2 separate regions of the Macaca mulatta genome follow, and region 1 is linked to region 2. Evidence: chromatin contacts called from public Hi-C data. All regions are on one chromosome and are shown on one strand. The core of a region is the stretch at or near the end of the contact, and the rest is flanking DNA. Distances in the headings are between cores, read along the strand shown. Region 1 holds the start of SCRN2 (secernin 2). Region 2 holds the start of CDK5RAP3 (CDK5 regulatory subunit associated protein 3).

Region 1 (3,569 bases), core at 628-3,127, 130 kb after region 2:
TTTCCTGCAAGCTGCTTCGGGTGCCCAGATTTGTCAGCGCACAGCCTTGATGTTTGCTTCTGGAATGACATTAATTGGCAACCTCACAACCCCTCCGCGACATTGTATCAGAAGCAGCCTTCACCTTCCCATTAATCCTAGCGTGACTGACCGCCAGCACCCTAGCAGAGTAGGCTTGAGAGAAAACCAAACTCCACTAAAACACTGTTAGAATTCTTTTCTTTTCTTTTCTTTTTTTTAAGACAGAGTTTTGCTCTTGTTGCCCGGGCTGGAGTGCAATGGTGTGATCTCAGCTCACCGCAACCTCTGCCTCCCAGGTTCAAGCAATTCTTCTGCCTCAGTCTTCCCAAGTAGCTGGGATTACAGGCATGTGCCACCACGCCCAGCTAATTTTGTATTTTCAGTAGAGATGGGGTTTCTCCATGTGAGCCAGGCTGGTCTCGAACTCCCAACCTCACGTGATCCGCCCATCTTGGCCTCCCAAAGTGCTGGGATTACAGATGTGAGCCACTGTGCCCGGCCCACTGTTAGAATTGTTAAGCAAATACAGTAAAGTCAGAGGATACAAGGTCAATGTACAAAAGTCAGTAGTGTTCCTATACACTAATAACAAACTATACAAAAAATAAATCAAGAAAATAGTCCCATTTACAATAACTATCAAAATAATAAAATATTTAGGAATAAATTTAACCAAGGAGGTGAAAGATCTGTACTCTGAAAGTAAGACATTGATAAAAGAAACTGAAGAAGACACAAAGACATGGAAAAATATTTCATGCTCACAGATTGGAAGAATTACTGTTGCTAAAATGTGCATACTACTCAAAGCCATCTATAGATTCAGTGCAACCCCTGAAAGCAGATAACCTGCAGCATCTCCCCTCCCTCCATTCCTGGAGGGCTCCATATAGCAAAAGGGTGTAAGATGCATTTGTCTTAATGATGGCTATGGAGAGATGGTTTGTAGAGAAAAATGAACTGAAAATCAAAACATTTGGGGTGAGAGTATACCCCCATATGACTGTGTCACCTTTGGCCACGACTTCTTTGTGGTTTCAGTTTCACTACAGGTAAAGGCACTAAATCTTTGAACTAGAAAGTTCTAAATTTGTTTTTAAAGCTATCTTCCTATGGGTTGGAACACTATTGGACAGATAGGCCCTCTGGGATCAGATGGGTTTTGTGCACCTGTTCCCTTATTTATTTTAAGAGACAGGGTCATGCTCTGTCACCACGGCTGGAGTGCAGTGGTGTGATCTTGGCTCACCGCAGCCTCGACCTATCTGGCTCAGGCGATCCTCCCACCTCAGCCTTCTGAACAACTGGGACTACAGGCACGCAACACCACGCCCAGCTAATTTTAAAATATTTTCTGTAGAGGGGAGGTCTTGCTATGTTACCCAGGCTGGTCTTGAACTCTTGGGTTCAAGTGATCCTCCCACCACAGCTTCCCAGAGTGCTGGGATTACAGGGGCCAGCCCCCCGCACCTAGCCTCCACCACTCTTGTATTCTGTATCTTAGTCCCCTGGGTGCCTCCAGCCTGGGATTGCGCCTCTGGGATTCAAACCGGGACTCAAGTATCTTGAGGTTCTTCCTTAGTCTCCAGATGTCCCAGCAGTCCCCCTTCTCTGACAAAGGCTCCCTTTTCACGCGGGATCCTTTCCACCCCTAGCTCCAGCTCCCCGCAGTGACTCCGTGGGGTTAGCAACCTTTGTCAGGCCTAAAATGGGCGCCCGGGTAGGACAGGAAGCCAGGTGTGGCTCGCAAGGCCGCTCCGCTCCGGGAAGTGGTGCAGGCGCGCGCCCTGGTGGAAAACGGCGGAGCTGCACGCTCCGTTCCGGCTCCGACCCGGAGGCCGAAGGCCTTCCAGGTCGCCTGGGAGTCTCCGCCCAATGGGGCGGCCCTGGCCAGAAGCGGAGGAGGTGGCACCCGGGACCGAGCTGGGGTCTTGGAGGGAGAGAGAGTGAGGGGAATACAGTATTGGGGGTGAGAGAAGGGTTGGATAGAAGAGGGTCGGGTATCTGGACATGCGCAGGGCCGCGGGACTCTTGGTGGGGTAGCGAGGGGAACGGTCCCACGACTGCTCCCAAGGGCCGGAACTCCCAGTGGGGGCGGGATCCTCGGAGTGCCCGCCTGCGGACTCCCAAGCCTGGAGCCTGGGGAGAGGGTGGGCACCACTGCTCCCGCACACCGGGGCATGGTGTGTGCGCCGAGCGTCCAGGAGCCACGGCGGTGTCTTCCCTGCGCGTCGTTTACGCGTGTGGGGGTAGGCGGCTCCCCGGGGCTGAGCTGTGGCCAGGTTTATGGAGAGGCCCGCCTCTCCCCAGATGGCATCGTCGAGCCCTGACTCTCCATGTTCCTGCGACTGCTTTGTCTCTGTGCCCCCGGCCTCAGCCATCCCAGCTGTGATCTTTGCCAAGAACTCGGACCGACCCCGGGACGAGGTGCAGGAGGTGGTGTTTGTCCCCGCAGGTTCTCACACTCCTGGGAGCCGGCTCCAGGTGGGTTAGGCCTTATGGGGTGCTGGGAGGTGTGACAGAGCTCTGCATTCTTCTAAGACCTTTTCCCCTGCTCCCCACACGTGGGAGGCTGCCAGAAGTAGTTAAAGAGCATGAGCTTTAAGCCTACCAACCTGGACCTGAGCCCATTATGTAGCCTCAGTCTACCTCAGTTTCCTCTTCTATAAAATGGGAATGAGACATTCCTCAAAGGGATCTATAAGGTGATTGGCAGAGTGCCAGCACTCGAGGGGCCGCCCCTCTCTGAGTGGACACTTCCTTTCTCCTCCCTCACCTCCAGTGCACATACATTGAAGTGGAACAGGTGTCGAAGACGCACGCTGTGATTCTGAGCCGTCCTTCTTGGCTATGGGGGGCTGAGATGGGCGCCAACGAGCATGGTGTCTGCATTGGCAACGAGGCTGTGTGGACGAAGGAGCAAGTTGGGGAGGGGGAAGCCCTGCTGGGCATGGACCTGCTCAGGTGCAGACCCTGCCCTTCCTCATCTGCCTGAAACACCAGAAATCTGGGGGCTGAGTTTTGACCTGGGCCCATCCATTCCTCCCCCAGCCTGGTTCACAGGGGCCTCCTCCACTCTGCAGACTTTGCCCTCGTGCCCTCGTGAGGAAGGCTGCAACAGCAGCCACCTTTGGGCCTCTCCTGGCCCAGAAATAGAGCAGTGGTTATTTATTTTCAGTTGAAATCTCACATAGAGTCCCGATTTATAAAACCAGTAATAGTGGATGGAGCAGCTCTGGGTGGAGAGAGGTTGGGGGCTCAGGACACTTTTCTCTCTGAAACAGTGTTTCAGGCCTTTTCATGGAACCCTCAAAGCATAGCACATGGAACGAGAGCATTGAAAGCCACTGGTGTAATTGTGTTTGATACGATCAGTGCCAGCAGATTTGCTGTGTGACTTGGGCCTGTCACCAAACCTCTCCAGGCCTCTTCTGTCCCCTGGAGCTTCTGCCACCAGCCATTGATCCCTCTGTCACCCTTCTGTCCCTTGGTCCTCTCTCTTGCCAGGCTGGCTTTGGAACGGAGCAGCTCTGCCCAGGAGGCCTTGC
Region 2 (3,180 bases), core at 210-2,709:
GCAGGCCCCATACAGATAACCTGGAGATGGCCTGGACACTAAAAGGTCTTCATTTCCAACTGGGTCTTAGGTCTCTCTTCCTCCTAAAATCAAGTGGGAGGTGAAGATTTTTAAATGAGGGGTGTTTTTTTTTTTTTTTTTCTGGCCTAATGCAAAGGGCATGGACAGTGGGTCAGACAGACTTAAGTTCCAAATGTGCCACTTAGTGGTTGACTGCTTTTTTGTTTTTTGAGACGGAGTCTCCCTGTGTCGCTCGGGCTGGAGTGCAGTGGCCGGATCTCAGCTCACTGCAAGCTCCATCCACCTCCCAGGTTTACGCCATTGTCCTGCCTCAGCCTCCCGAGTAGCTGGGACTACAGGCGCCCGCCACCTCGCCCGGCTAGTTTTTTGTATTTTTTAGTAGAGACGGGGTTTCACCGTGTTAGCCAGGATGGTCTCGATCTCCTGACCTCCTGATCCGCCCGTCTCGGCCTCCCAAAGTGCTGGGATTACAGGCTTGAGCCACCGCGCCCGGCCGGTTGACTGTTTTTTGTTTTGAGATGGAGTTTCGCTCTTGCTGCCCAGGCTGGAGCACAATGGTGAGATCTCGGCTCACCGCAACATCTGCCTCCTGGGTTCAAGCGATTCTCCCGCCTCAGCCTCCCGAGTAGCTGGGATTACAGACATGTGCCACCAAGTCCGGCTAATTTTGTGTTTGTGTCTGTGTATTTTTAGTCATGGAGACATGGAGACAAGGTTTCTCCAGGTTGGTCAGGCTGGTCTCGAACTCCCGACCTCAGGTGATTCGCCAGCCTCGGCCTCCCAAAGTGCTGGGATTACAGGCATGAGCCACCGCGCCCGGCCATGGTTGACTGTTTTTAAAGCGAGTCATTTATCCTATCCCTGAATGATAGATAACATGTTATTAAAGGAGAAAACACAGGTCAAACAGACTCTACATATGGTTCCTTCCGGCTGCTCTCAGGGAAGCAGGTCTGGCCACACGTGGGGCGTAGAACGAAGCCAGTGGTCAGCACCTCGACCCCGGCTTTCAGGCGTCAGAGCTCCCAGCTGTTGGACACAGGGGGCAACGAACAGGCCTCCCCCCGACAGCCAGCTAAGCGGTGGCGCCCCCTCCTACCGAGCAGCTTGCTGGTCTGGATGTCGATGGGCACGTGCTGATGGTCCTGGAGGGAAACACGGTGGGGAGGGGGGCGTGAGCGCGGCTGGGAGGACGAGCCACTCGCGCGCTCATTTCACGGTCCCAACCACCACCCTGCAGGGCCAGAACAAGGCCAGAGCGATGGGCTGGGTTGAGCCGCGCCCGGAGGGAGACCGGGGACATAGGTTAGGGGTCCGCGGCCAGTTCCCAGCACACCCAGCTCCTGTCCCCACACCTCCATCTTTCCTCCACTTCCGCTTCAGGCCGGAGACTCTGGCCCGCCCCCGCCACCACCAATCCAGTGGCGTTATGGCCGAGCTTCAGTCTAGACACAAACGGGCTTCCTTCGGCCACGTCGCCGCCTTCCGTACAGCCTATCAGGGTATACGCTCCACTCAGGCCTCCAGCCCCGCCCACCCCAAGGCTCCAAAAGGCTGAGCTCGGGAGGGGCGGGAGAATGGAGACAGCCAATCGGAGACGCGAGGCGGGCTCACGGCCGGGGACTGGCGGGGGTGCGCTGCAGCGGCCGTGCGATTGAGGCAGGCGGCGCCCGAGAGCCCAGCTTGGCAGCAGCTTGCCCAGGCGGGCACTGGATCCTCTCCGTGCGGATTGAGGTGTCTGCTGGCGGGGTCCTAGCGCCGATCTGGGAGGCCGTTGCAAATGCCTTCTTCCCTTCTTGCGTCACTTTACCATCCAGAGCAGTGTACAGGTCTCTTGTGGCACTTGTCATGCTTTGCCTTCTCATTAAGTTTCTCAAGTAGACATGGTTGAGCACCTGCAACGTGTTGGGCGATTAGGGCAGGGAAGGGGAAGGAGGAGGATCAGTGAGACGTCCCAAAGAGAACACCTACATGGAGTCTAAACGAACAGCTGAAGATAGCTGGGTGATGTGGGAAGAGGAGTTTGCTGAAGATAGCTGGGTGATGTGGGAAGAGGAGTTTTAGATGGAGGAGACTACAGAGACACAGCTTAGGTGGCCACAAACTGCAAGAGGGGTGCAAGCAACAACAGGCAGGCTGGACGGGCAACGTAATTTGTGAGGTCCAGTGCAAAATGGAAATGCATGGCCCTTTGTTACAAAATGAAAAATTTCAAGATGAAGTCGACTCTGCGGGCAGGCCCGAGTGGCTGAGGAGAGGCTGTAAAGGTGGAAAGGTCATATCAAAGGGAGCCTCATTAAGGAACTTGGACTTCATCTCTTCAGACAGAGGAATCACAGAAGGGGTTTGAGGCAGGGAGGAACCTGTACAGATAGGCTGCTGGGATGATGAATGCATGGGAGATAAGACTGGGGGCAGGGAGGCTGGAAGGAGGTTGTTATCGAGGGATTATAGCCTGAGCTGGGACACAAGGTATAGGGAGGAAGGGGAAGGGCTGGATCTGAGGAATATTTAGGAGGAAAATGGATAGGACTTGGCAATATGATTGGCTGTTTAGGTGGAGGAGAGAGACACCAAGGATGACACCTAGGTGATTAGGTGGAAGCCACCACCTGAGACAGGAATGCAGGATGCTGAGCAGGTGTTGGGGAGGAGGGGGTCTAGCTTTGAACCTGGTCTGGCAATGCTGAGATACCCCCAGATGGAAAGTGTGCAGAAGGCACTTGGGTCTATAATTTTGGAGTTCAAAGGAGTTGTCGGGGCTGGAGATACAGCTTGGAGAGTCACAAGCTGGCTAATCTGTGGTCCGAATGGTGGCTGAAGCTAAGGGAGAGTTTGAGATTGGCCAAGAAGTGGGTAGGGTAAGGAGGGAGGGTGGGCTGAGGCCAGATTCCCCAGGATCTCACAAAGCTGGGTATGCCATTTCTTTTTTTTTTTTTTGAGACGGAGTCTTGCTCTGTCGCAGGGGCTGGAGTGCAGTGACACTATCTCGGCTCACTGCAAGCTCTGCCTCCTGGGTTCACGCCATTCTCCTGCCTCAGCCTCCCGAGTAGCTGGGACTATAGGTGCCCACCACCACGCCCGGCTAATTTTGTTTTTGTATTTTTAGTAGAGACGGGGTTTCACCGTGTTAGCCAGGATGGTCTCGACCTCGTGATC

What was found. Hi-C and Micro-C count contacts between places; a contact is called where the count stands out from the background.
Region 1: a contact with region 2 is called in a Hi-C map of fetal cortical plate, with 3 times the contacts expected there. The contact joins the promoter of SCRN2 here to the promoter of CDK5RAP3 in region 2. A contact is called at or near these places in 3 of 14 Hi-C or Micro-C datasets (fetal cortex germinal zone, fetal cortical plate and liver).

The regions. Positions count from the first base shown.
Region 1 is chr16:62,187,599-62,191,167 of T2T-MMU8v2.0, forward strand. It overlaps SCRN2 (secernin 2), which reads left to right and starts at 1,878. Exons shown (of 8, transcript XM_077971354.1): 1 at 1,878-1,967; 2 at 2,332-2,499; 3 at 2,798-2,985; 4 at 3,529-3,569. The coding sequence starts at 2,332.
Region 2 is chr16:62,053,361-62,056,540 of T2T-MMU8v2.0, forward strand. It overlaps CDK5RAP3 (CDK5 regulatory subunit associated protein 3), which reads right to left and starts at 1,460. Exons shown (of 14, transcript NM_001261645.1): 1 at 1,377-1,460; 2 at 1,121-1,166. The coding sequence starts at 1,382.